Regions from separate parts of the Mus musculus genome. Here all the other regions are linked to region 4. A link is a contact called in public Hi-C and HiChIP or PLAC-seq data. All regions are on one chromosome and are shown on one strand. The core of a region is the stretch at or near the end of the contact, and the rest is flanking DNA. Distances in the headings are between cores, read along the strand shown. Region 1 overlaps AI463229 (a long non-coding RNA gene). Region 2 has its middle 14 kb from the start of Gm47754. Region 3 has its middle 25 kb from the start of AI463229. Region 4 has its middle 5.8 kb from the start of Gm4035.

What was found. HiChIP or PLAC-seq counts read pairs in DNA pulled down with a chosen protein or histone mark. Hi-C and Micro-C count contacts between places; a contact is called where the count stands out from the background.
Region 1: a Hi-C map of pre-B cells shows a contact between it and region 4, with 2.9 times the contacts expected there. The contact joins two enhancer-like sites. A contact is called at or near these places in 6 of 484 Hi-C or Micro-C datasets (the G1E-ER4 cell line, Th1 cells, extraembryonic ectoderm and 3 more), 6 of 115 datasets of contacts at active chromatin or transcription factors (the HPC-7 cell line, bone marrow-derived macrophages, effector CD8 T cells and 3 more) and 1 of 9 other capture datasets (embryonic stem cells).
Region 2: a contact with region 4 is called in a Hi-C map of the HPC-7 cell line, with 4 times the contacts expected there. The contact joins two enhancer-like sites. A contact is called at or near these places in 8 of 484 Hi-C or Micro-C datasets (ECoMG myeloid progenitors, the HPC-7 cell line, bone marrow-derived dendritic cells and 5 more) and 5 of 115 datasets of contacts at active chromatin or transcription factors (bone marrow-derived macrophages, double positive thymocytes, embryonic stem cells and 2 more).
Region 3: a CTCF HiChIP or PLAC-seq map of large pre-B cells shows a contact between it and region 4, with 4 times the contacts expected there. The contact joins two enhancer-like sites. A contact is called at or near these places in 1 of 15 datasets of contacts at CTCF or cohesin (large pre-B cells), 2 of 484 Hi-C or Micro-C datasets (bone marrow-derived macrophages and nephron progenitors), 7 of 115 datasets of contacts at active chromatin or transcription factors (cardiomyocytes, embryonic stem cells, large pre-B cells and 1 more) and 1 of 9 other capture datasets (embryonic stem cells).

Annotation. Positions count from the first base shown.
Region 1 is chr13:37,657,339-37,660,038 of GRCm38.p6, forward strand. AI463229 (a long non-coding RNA gene) reads right to left here. Exons shown (of 3, transcript XR_382206.3): 2 at 1,356-1,432; 3 at 1-823. Among named protein-coding and RNA genes, the nearest start is that of AI463229, 9.0 kb to the right of the region's middle. Within about 2 kb of position 1,408, at least 141 of the 459 cell types and tissues checked have an H3K27ac peak or open chromatin away from gene starts, as enhancers often do. A contact at or near this core is called in the HPC-7 cell line, Th1 cells, bone marrow-derived macrophages and 1 more, where this site is marked.
Region 2 is chr13:37,594,072-37,596,771 of GRCm38.p6, forward strand. No RefSeq gene overlaps it. Among named protein-coding and RNA genes, the nearest start is that of Gm47754, 14 kb to the left of the region's middle. Within about 2 kb of position 1,265, at least 51 of the 459 cell types and tissues checked have an H3K27ac peak or open chromatin away from gene starts, as enhancers often do. A contact at or near this core is called in the HPC-7 cell line, bone marrow-derived macrophages and granulocyte-monocyte progenitors, where this site is marked.
Region 3 is chr13:37,690,898-37,693,597 of GRCm38.p6, forward strand. No RefSeq gene overlaps it. Among named protein-coding and RNA genes, the nearest start is that of AI463229, 25 kb to the left of the region's middle. Within about 2 kb of position 1,339, at least 38 of the 459 cell types and tissues checked have an H3K27ac peak or open chromatin away from gene starts, as enhancers often do.
Region 4 is chr13:37,439,588-37,442,287 of GRCm38.p6, forward strand. No RefSeq gene overlaps it. Among named protein-coding and RNA genes, the nearest start is that of Gm4035, 5.8 kb to the left of the region's middle. Within about 2 kb of position 1,279, at least 104 of the 459 cell types and tissues checked have an H3K27ac peak or open chromatin away from gene starts, as enhancers often do. A contact at or near this core is called in the HPC-7 cell line, Th1 cells, bone marrow-derived macrophages and 2 more, where this site is marked.

The DNA.
Region 1 (2,700 bases), core at 158-2,657, 220 kb after region 4:
CAGTGCACTTCGCACCAGAAGGCTCTGCTTTAAATAAAAGCAAAGGAGATGCCAATTAAAGAGATAACTGTACAAGCTGCTCGGCCGTCTGCCCGAGATGAGAACAGTCCACGCTGCTGCTTAGCCGGCCGGCCGCCGCTTCTGCAGACTGCTCTTGGCTCACTTTCAGAACACTTGAGAAACGGTAACTGGTTGCGCAGAACTTGTTCCAAGCAATAGCCAGAGTGACTTTTGGTCTGTTGCTTCCTGGCACTGATGGCGCGTTAACTCCTCTTCTGCCTGAGCCATGAAACCCACAAAGTAAAGAAATCGCTCTTTGTCATTTAGATACACAGTTTCACTTTTTCTTCCTCCCTTTCTTTCTCTCTCTCTCTCTTTCTTTCTTTCTTTCTTTCTTTCTTTCTTTCTCTTTCTTTCTTTCTCTTTCTTTCTTTCTTTCTTTCTTTCTCTCCTTTCTTTCTTTCTTCCTTCCTTCCTTCCTTCCTTTCTTTTCTCTTTTCTTTTTTTTTTTTTTGACAAGAAAGTACTTTATTAAGTCTCTTGGCTTTATCCAGCATTTTGTAACTGAGTTAAGTTTCTTTCCTAGACTCATTCAGGTGAGTCTTAGTTCTGTCCATAGAAAGTGCATTTCTTCATCTTCACGTTCACACATCCTTTTTATACCAGCTTGACCCATCCAAAAATAGACCATAGCCATCAAGCCAGCTTTAAGCCAATCCCAGCAAATAGTTTTGATGCACCATTTCCAGGAAGACAGTGGCTCTCTCTTTTGTTCTGTGTGCTTGAAGGTCGAGTTTCCCGGGCCACTTTCTGCTTTCTGTTACTTGAATAGGGACAAAGCTTCATAAGGCAGAAATGACAGAGTAGAGCAGCTGCCCAGAAGCCACAGCTGAAAGAGGAAGTGCAACCTATCCCCACATGGGACATGCATGTCTCAGTGTGTGTGTGAGTGTGTGTGTGCCTGAGTGTGTTTGTGTGTCTGAGTGTATCTGAATGTGTGTGTCTGAGTGTGTGTGTGTCTGAGTGTGTGCCTGAGAATGTATGCATGAGCATGTGTGTGTGTGAGTGTGTGTCTGAGTGTATGTGAGTGAGTGTGTGCATGTGTCTGAGTGTGTATGTGCCTAAGTATGTGTGCATGAGCATGTGTGTGTGTGTGTATAAGTGTGTATCTAAGTGTGTATGTGCCTAAGTATGTGTGCATGAGCGTGTGTGTTTGTCTATCCATCCATGTACTGACACACCTGCAGACATGTAGAGAAAAGAGAGGGAAAATCAAACTCTTGCAGAAAGGGGACCAGAATAGGCCAGAGAGAAAAGAGAGAGCAAAGCTTGCTGAGACAGATGCTCCATCTTACCACGTGGTCAGAGACTAGAAGGTTCTACATGCTCTTTGCTCCATAAGCACTCACCAGTTCCTCTCGGAGGCTGTGGCCTGCGGGGGTGGGGAGGGGGAGGATGAGACACACACAGTCTACAGCCCCATCCTGCTCCCTCCTTTGTGTTCCTGCTGTCCCACCTCTACAGCTCCGTAGCAAGATGTGTCACCTGGCTAGGATTTGAGCCAGGCTTCGTGAGTACCTTCTGACCCCCTGGCCTAGGATCCTTGTGGCCAGGGAACAACATGTGTCCTTGTGTTGGGAATAGTGTAAGAACAAAAATTTAAAACTAGTGAAAATGAAGCGGTTTTACTACACCATTCTGCAGAAAGGGACATCACCATGGGGCGGGGCAAAGATGGTCAACATGCTGATCGGCATAGGCTGTGATTTTTTTTTTAAGGTCTCCTCCCCTGCCCCCAGTACAGCCCATAACAGGAAATTCCTATCCTCTCTTTTTAGGCTAGGACTTCCCCCTGTCCCAAATGCTCCCATCTCGTTGGTTTGTAAGACATAACGTTATCCAACAAATACGTTGGGACTTGAGACTGGCCCCCTTCTCTGGGCTCAGGCAGTGAGACTACCTGTAAGTTTCCATCTCTCAGGGCTCTAGGACAAGTAAACATGAGCTAGGGAGAGAGGGATCTACTGCCTCCACCTCATCTGTAACACTAATGAACTCTAAAAACACCTCATTTTGAAAGAGGACCATAATAATCTATTTCTCACATTTGGCTCATCATCAGATGCCACACCCCAGCAAAATACCTGGCACCCAGCAGCAGAAACATTAAACGTTCTCTTGTGGGTAAGCAAGGCTCCAGAAACTAGCCCTGGCTTTACTCTCCTTAGATGACTTGGTATTGGTGCCTGGAAGGCCTGCTGCCGTGGTGGGAAGCTGTATTGTGCAGAATCTACTTTTATCTCCAGTGAGATAAAAGCATCAAGAGCTGTGGGACCTGGGGGGATTGGGGAAAGGTGCCTGGCAATGGTGGCGCACGTCTTTAGTCCCAGCACTCAGAGGCGGAGGTAAGCAGATCTCTGTGAGTTCGAGGCCAATTTGGTCTACAGAGCAAGTTCCAGAACAGAACAGCCAGGGCTACACAAAGAAACCTGTCTGGGGAAAACAAACAAACAAACAAACATAAGAGGAGGAGGAGGAGGGGGAGGAGGAGGAGGAGGAGGAGGAGGAGGAGGAAGAGGAGGAGGAGGAGGAGGAGGAGGAAGAGGAGAAAGAAGAGGTGGAGGATGGAAGAGGAGAAGTAGGAAGAGGAGGAGGAGGAAGAGGAGGAGGAAGAGGAGAAAGAAGAGGTGGAGGATGGAA
Region 2 (2,700 bases), core at 15-2,514, 150 kb after region 4:
GATCATAACAGCAACAGTCTTACTACCTTCATTTATCTAAAGTCTCTGCGCTTTAGTATAAAATCTTTCCCGAAACAAATGAACAAAAAAACCTCTATCATGTCTCCTCTTCTCCCACACAATAACCCAACACTCTCCGTGCTGCTCTGCCCAAGATAAGTGGCAACTGCATTAACGATTGGCCCAGCGAGACATGACTGCTGGCGGAGTTGTGGCACACACACCACTGGAGTAAACAACTACTTCCTGGTTGGATTTGAGTCCCACTCCACAAGATGAAGCCCTTACCTGACACCATTATTAGGCCAAGAATGGTGCTTAGACGGGTCATAGGCCCTAAGGGAGAACTACTGCAATCATGCTGCTAAGTGGGCACAGTACTAAATTGAATCCCATTGACTTATCCCATAGATCAACCCTCATCTGAGAAACTTCTATTTGCAATAGATGATAATTAATACAATGACTCACACCTAACTAGAGTGCACAGAATATGAAAGTGCAGAATGTTTAGTTGTAAAGGAAATATATGAGTGTGTGTGTGTGTGTGTGTGTGTGTGTGTGTGTGTACGTGTGTGTTAAGAACCTTCTGGACACAGCAGACAGCTGCACAAATGCACTCACAGTGCTGGTTGTGACTGTACACACAAAACCCATGCAAGCCCAAGCCAGACCAAATCCTAGTACAGAGATGGGAACTGGGCATCCAACCCACCCCAAGCCACGAAGCCACTGGTAATTGTTATCCACTGGGAGGAGGAGAGATGGTTGTCTCTAAGAGCATAGATCTTGGTAAGTCAGCCACACCCCAGTGGAAGATCATATTTCAAGAATATCTCGGGCAGCACAAATTGGTCCTTATGGCTTGTCCTTTTTTTTTAAGGACACAAAACTGAGTAGATAGCAAAGGACGGTGGGACAGGGGAATGACTATGATCAAAACACATTGTTATGAAACTCAAAAATCTCAAAGCACTAATAAAAATTTAATTAAAAAGTAGTGGCTAATTTGCCTAAATTTTCATCATCATTATTATTGAAGTATAATAAACAAGATCCACAATAAAGCAGGGCTTGGGGGTTGCACTGTGGTGTCAGAACTGAGAGAAACGGGGCTGAGAACTCTCCCTGTGAAATGTTATAAACAACAAAAGAAGTAGGGTGAGTTACCTTTGGATGACCACAGTTACAGCAGAGGCAGAGCAGCAGTTTGACTTAACACCCTTACCAGAGGGAAGCCCCGGGGAGGATCCTAACTCAAGCTCTTCTGGGAAGAAAGTCCCTGAAAGAATGTCACACAGAGTTAAAGCTTGACCCGCAGTTTCCGTCCCAACTGCTGACTTCCTCAGTTTTAGAGTCTCCTTGTGGCAGATGTCACAGCGGATCACAAAGACTGTTGAATGTGCTTAAATAATTTGCTGTCTAGCAAAACGAACCACGGGGGACGGAGCTGTTTCCCTGTAGGAGGTACCCTCTCTCAGAGCTTAGGGATCCTTCCAACCTGTGCACCGTATCCTGGTCACTAAGTGCCTTACCCTTGCATAGGGAGCAAAGACTCTCTCACTTTGGGCTCCTGGAAAGGTTAGGCTGTCCTTTGAGTTCCAGTTCAGCCTGTGCAGAGACATAGCGGCCTTTGGGGCCCATGGACAGCTTTTCTAAGCATCCTTTCTAAACTTCCATGAGCTCCTGACCCTTAGGATCTTAGGGGCCATAGTTTTCAGAAAATGAAATCTGGATTAAAATACATTCATTTGCACTTGGTTTCTCAGACCTTAGAGACCAGTCTCAGGACATTGCACTTTACAGAAGGTTTTTCTCTTTTTCTCTGCTCGTCCTTTAAGTGGCAGAAGGGAGTTAAGACAGGATCTTTCTTCTCTAGAGATATCTGACCTACAACCCTACAGCCTCCCTCTTCAGTTCCCATGCAGATGGGTCCCAGTTAAACTTCTGCTTTTAGAGGCTGGCATGGTGGGGACAATTTGCAGCCAGGACCTGGAGGGCTGAGGTGGGAAGATTATGAGGTTTTGGCCAACTCGGGCTACATAGCGAGATCTTGGCCATAAAATAAAATAAAATAAAATAAAATAAAATAAAATAGGCACCTGCTGAGACAAAAGAAATTCTAGCATTTCCAAAAAAACAACCAAACTACAAGAAAAACAATCAAACAATAACATCAACCACAAAAACCCAAAAATCTATAAACTGAGAAACCATTTAAAATGTCCTCAGCTAGAGTAGCCGTGTTCACATTGAATATGTAAAAAGTTGGTGTATTTTAATTTTCCACAAGAAGCTGATGGGACTGTATGCCCATATTCAGTTTAGCCCAATGGAAAGCCAACACAGCCAGCCTTCACACCTGAAAGGAATTGTTTCTATGAACTAACTCTTATGGCCACGTTTTACAGTATAAAACGAAGTGGTATTTGCATATAAGATATATACAGCCTCCTCTAAACTTCAAATCATCCCAATATGCCTTTTGATAGTGAACGTGATGTAAAGACAATTGCTGCCCTGTTGTGTTGAGGGAATAAAGACACACACAAAAAGTCTGGGTGTGTTCCGAACAGACAACTTTGTTTCCCTGCATCTTTTTTATCAGTAGGTGGTGGAATCTCTCGATGCCCACAGGTTAGAAGGCTAACTGTACGAGTCACATATGCTTGTGATTTTAAATTTGCTGGTAGCCACATT
Region 3 (2,700 bases), core at 89-2,588, 250 kb after region 4:
TGTTACAGAGAGTTGTGATCTGCCATTTGGGTGATGGGAATTGAAGCTGGGTCCTCTGGAGGAGCAGCTAGTACTCTCAACTACTAAGCCATCTCTCCCAATACTCAAGTTTTTCAGAGGTGTATAAAAGGTGGAGAGAACTGTGTACCAGATAGAGAGAGAAGGCTGCAATCCTTTTATACCCATGATTCCAAACAGCAGCACAACTGAGAAGTGAGGCTTGGGACTGTTGCCCTGTAGGGAGGGGAGGCAATAAAAGCCTCCCCTGGGCTGTAGGGTAGATGGTCTGAGCAAGCGACCCAGAATGGTGTCGCTGCACCCTCTCGCCACTGCTCTAACCCACATGTTATACCCATGATACCTCCCTTCCCTTCCTAGAGAATCCTACCAGGAGCCCTCCACACACTTGGCTAATCATGTACTAGTAAGGGGCTCATCAATGCTCCTTAAGAAAGAGAGACTGAGAGATCAAAATTCATCCCATCCATTCCATTATTAATTTGTTTGATTTAAACTGAAGACAAATTTGAGACTCACACAAAGAAACAACCCTTTAATAGAGACTGTCGCCTGAGGAAGAACTCTCTGAGGGGACGTTCTATGTCGGGGAGACCTCTGAGGGAGAGGAGATCTCTGAGGGGGAAGAGATGGCTCAGGGGAGGAGATCTCTAAGGGGGAGATATCTGAGGAAGGAGGAGATCTCTGACAGGGGAGGAAATCTCTGAGGAGTGAGGAGATCTCTAAGGGCGACCTCTAGAGATCTCTGAGGGAGGAGATCACTGAGGGAGAAGACCTGAGGAAGGTATATCTCTGAGGAGGGAGGATATCTCTGAGGAGGGAGGATATCTCTGAGGGGGAACTTCTTGAGGAGAGATCTCTGAGGGAGGAGATTATGGACAGGAAAGATCTTAGCAAAGGAGAGCTCTAACAGGGTGGAGTGGGGGTGGGGGGTGAGGGTAATGGGTCTGAGGGCTCCCAAGACCCAGAATGAACTTTTCAGGATGAAGCAGACAGGACCACCCCCACCAAACTGAGTGTGTTGGCTCCCCACAAAACTGAACTGCCAGGCAGGTCCCCACAAAACCTACCCTTGGGTAGAATGGTTCCTTGGCCTCCTGGGCATCATGAACAAGATGTGAGTAAAGACATTTTTTTTTTTTTTGATGTGATTCAGAGAAGGAGCTTTCTTGAGGTACTGGGTGGTTTATTTCCATTTTCTAAATGACTTCTTGGCTAAGCAGCTGCTCCGGGCTTTGAAAGCTCAATCTGAAACACAGGGAAGGAAATGACAGGGGCTGATGGGGTGGGCAGGTGTCAGCTCAAGGGAACATGTGCAGAGCATTATGAAGCCACAGAGGAGCTGGCAGGAGCCCCCACTGCAGAGTCATGGGCCACGGCCTTCTGCACAGCCTCCAAGAAGAAACCACCTGTTTGTTGGCCAGAAAGACCAACTGCTCAATGCGCCTAGATGGAGTCGCAAATACTGTCGTGATTTAAAAACACAATTGAAAACACAAAGCAAAGTTGATTTCTGCACACACTTATTGCCAGCAACATGGTCCCAGACACACTTGGCTGTTTGTACATCTTATCTCTAGGACAAAAAAAAAAAAAAAGAGGATCCTAAAATGCTGTTCTGCAAAGAAAGAAGAGTATGAACTCTCAGTGTTTATGGTGACAAAGAACACGTACGTGAGAAGGGAAGACGGAAAGTAGGGATCTGAGAGGATACACACACATCTGTGTTCATGGCAACATCATACACAAGAGGCAGCCAGTAGGTGGAAGCTACTCACATCCATTCTGACAGATGGAGGGGTTCAAAGCACATGCAATGAAGCACTATTTTATTTTGGAAAAAGGCATATCCAATGTGTGCTCAACTCTCGATGATGCTGACTGAATGAAGCAAGCCAGTCCCCAAAAGACCACGACTGTGTCACTTATGTGGGGTACCGACCAAGAGTAGTCAGATCCATACAGACAGAAAGCAGAGTGAGGTGGCCAGGGCATGGGGGAAGGGGAGAGAGAAACTAGTGTTGATTGGAGTGAGTTTCAGTTTGACAATGACAAACTTCTGAAAGGACGTGGTGGTGGTCAACAACCTAAGTGTCCCTGATTCTACAACACCTCAGAATGGCTATGATGGTCAATTCACCTTATACAATAAAAAAAAAAAAAAAAAAAAAAAAAAGTCATCAGTCAAGACCGCATTTTGAAGGTTTGTTTTATGTGTGCATGCGTGCGTGCGTGCGTGCGTGCGTGCGTGTGTGTGTGTGTGTGTGTGTGTGTGTGCACATGCACCATGTGATGCTAAGTTCACAGAGAGGCCAGAAGCAGGCATCTCATCCCCCTAGAGTTGAAATGACAGGAAGTTATGAACCTCCATACGGGTGCTGGTTACTGCACCCATGTTGTTTCCCTAAGCCTCACCGCAGTCGCCATGTCTTGGAATGTCACTGCATGTAAGGAAAGCCAAGCACGAGGGAACACCATTGATAAGCCGGTTCAGGCTTGCCTCACACGCCAAACTTCTCAGCGGTAAAACAAACAGAAGCAAGCACGCTCAATTCTTCAACTAGTTCCCTCCCGAACTTTAGTATCCAGAAGTTCAATTTCCTTCTCTATCAACTTAGGTTCATATCACTTCAGCCTGTGGTCAAAGATACATCCACAAATATTACTTACAGCCATTTTCAG
Region 4 (2,700 bases), core at 29-2,528:
TTTAAGGTGGGTGTTGTCTTGGGTTAATGTGATCCACAGGAGTGATCCCAGAACTCTGAAGCCACAAGCGGGATTATAAGTTCAAAGATGGAGAGCTACACGTCAGTCTTCAGGATTTCCTTACAAACAAACCCGTGGCACCAGTTCTTGGAGCTTTACCGTTCCCAGAGGACCAACAGCATCTACAGCTATGCAACATAGAATCCCAGGCCGGCAGCAGTGTGGAGTCCTCAAGCTGTGAAGGAATTCCTCCTGCCATCAATAAACTGATGCATCAATGAAACATTCAACAGTTGCTTCTCTCTTGCCTGCTTTGTTACAGCCGAGTACACTGACAGTTACCCAAAGACAAACTCTAGGAAGCAAACAAAACCTGTCTCCCGTAACAAAAAAAGGTGGGGAAACCCAGGGACAAACCCATGATTTGAGATTACCATGCCCAGGACTCTCCAGGATAGCTCTTGCTCACCGGCAGCTGTGTAGGAAGCTAACGAAACAGCCAGGGTTCAGAAGCCCAGCGAGGCTTCTCTCCACAGAGGTGGAAACCGCACAGGCTAGGGTGGGGCTGTCTAGAGACACTCAGCTTACCTTACCTTGCTAAACTCCTCTCATGGCTCATCTGTAAAGGATGGGTGGGTGTAAAGCGTGCCTCTCAGGACTGTCAGAAGGGGTAAGCGAAGCACGTAAATGCCACTGATACATGCCAAGGGCATTGTGGTCCAGCCATCTTCCCCACACTCAAAGTGCAGTGCCAAGCATCGGCCTGGAGGCCGAAAGTAAAATAGAACCTTGCTGAGAGGCAGAAGCCTGTAGCTGAGCTCGCCTTTGTCAGGTGCCCAGAACTTCACAGGTGGGCACTAATTGTCTTGAGAGTTCTTCTTTCTCCCCCCCCCCCCCAGTATGCAGAGAAAACCGCAGCTTAACATTGGGGGCAGGTTGAGCATTGTTCTCCTCACTATCTTTTGCATTTGACCAAGAACAGTGGTGTTTTGAAGAACAATATTTGGACAAGACTCAGCCCTGTCCTATGCTGTCACTGCAGGAGATGCAGGCTCTTCGTGGGCAGAGACAAGTCCAGTCATGGGAAGACAGAAGGCAGGGGCACAAGCCACCCCACCCCAGTGCAGCTTGCCCTCAGATTTCCTCTCCCCTCCCTTTCTTAGACACACCAGCTGCAGCTTTCTCCTCCTGTCTTGTGAAATGTCCCAGTCCACTACAAGGCTCGTGCAAATGCAAACCTCGGCCTTCCAGGAACCTAGCAAACTGTCTGCCCTGGAGTCACATCCAGTAAAAAGGCGGGGCCAGGCCAAAGCCACAGCCACAGAGAGTGGGAAGCCCAAAGCGTAACCCCAAACTCAGCAAGACTTTCTCTTATGGCTTTGGCAGATCAACCAGTCATTTTGCCTTGGTTTCCCATCCCAGCAATGAGAGCTACAGGCTCGCTCGCTTCCTTTACAAGTGTGTTGTAGAAGAATGTGGGAGAAAGGCCGTTTTGCATGTACTGACGGATGGAATGTAGAGGGAGTGCAAAATACCATTAGGGCATAATTGTGGGCAAACTCCCAGCCCCACCCTTTAGCAAACCATATTCCTCAGAGACTGGTGTTTTGCCACTTCTCTGCACTGTTAAAACAGTTTAAAAATATAGTGGGCCATTCTCTCCTCCTCCCCCCACCCCCAACCCGGTGCTATTTTTAGTCCACGTTGGTTTATTTCTCCACTGTGGCAGCAGCATCCTTTCCCTTTGGGCATCTGTATCTTTTTTTGGTGCCCCCCACAATATCCCATTACATCTTTCTACTATTTAGAGAGCCCAAAGATTCAGGACTCAGGCCTGCCTGGTCTGCCTGAGCTAGAATTTACCCCAAAGCAGACAGAGACTCAACTCAGGAAGGGGGTACAGGGAGCAGGAGTGACAGAAGCGGAGGCATGAATGTCTTGTCACATAGCCACTGAGGAAAGTCTGGAGACATCTGGGAATTTATAGCAACCACTCGCTATGTACCAGTAGCATCACCAGCCTGCGGGGTGAGGAAAGGGGCTTTCATCCCTTGGCTGCTGTCCCCAGACCCTTTTGGTTCCTTGTTCCAGCATGAACACATGGGGCCTCTCAGGCTTTTCTCCTGGGGTAACAAAGGCTGCAGGACTCCGGTGGTAAAGACAGCTCAGTCGACTGCACGCCCAACCTGTGACTGAGATAAGACTCAAATCTTAGACAATAAGAGATAGACACTAGAGTTTGGATCTTAAAAGTCTCCCCGGAGTCTGGTGTGTTAAGGGTTTTTGTTTGTAACTTGAGTCCTTTTTGCAAGGTTGTAAAGATTTTAAAGCTTTTGAAAGGTAGGTAGAGTAAAAGTTAGGTTTAGAGAATGTGCTCTCGATAGGTGGGGTACTGGGACCACTAGCTGAGTCCTCTCTGCCGCTGGTCATACCCTCCTCCTCCTCTCCCTCCTCCTCCTCCTCCTCCTCCTCTCCCTCCTCCTCCTCCTTCTCTCCTTCCTCTCCCTCCTCCTCCCCTTCCCCCTCCTTCTCTACCTCTTCCCCTTCCCCCTCCTTCTCTACCTCCTCCTCAGCTCCCATCTTCTCTCCTCCTCCCCTCCCTCTCCCTTCCTCTTCCCCTTCTTGGCTGTCAGGAGTCCAGTGGCCTCCTTATCACGGCCTCCCACGGCCTTAAAAACAATGAAGCCCAATGACCACAGA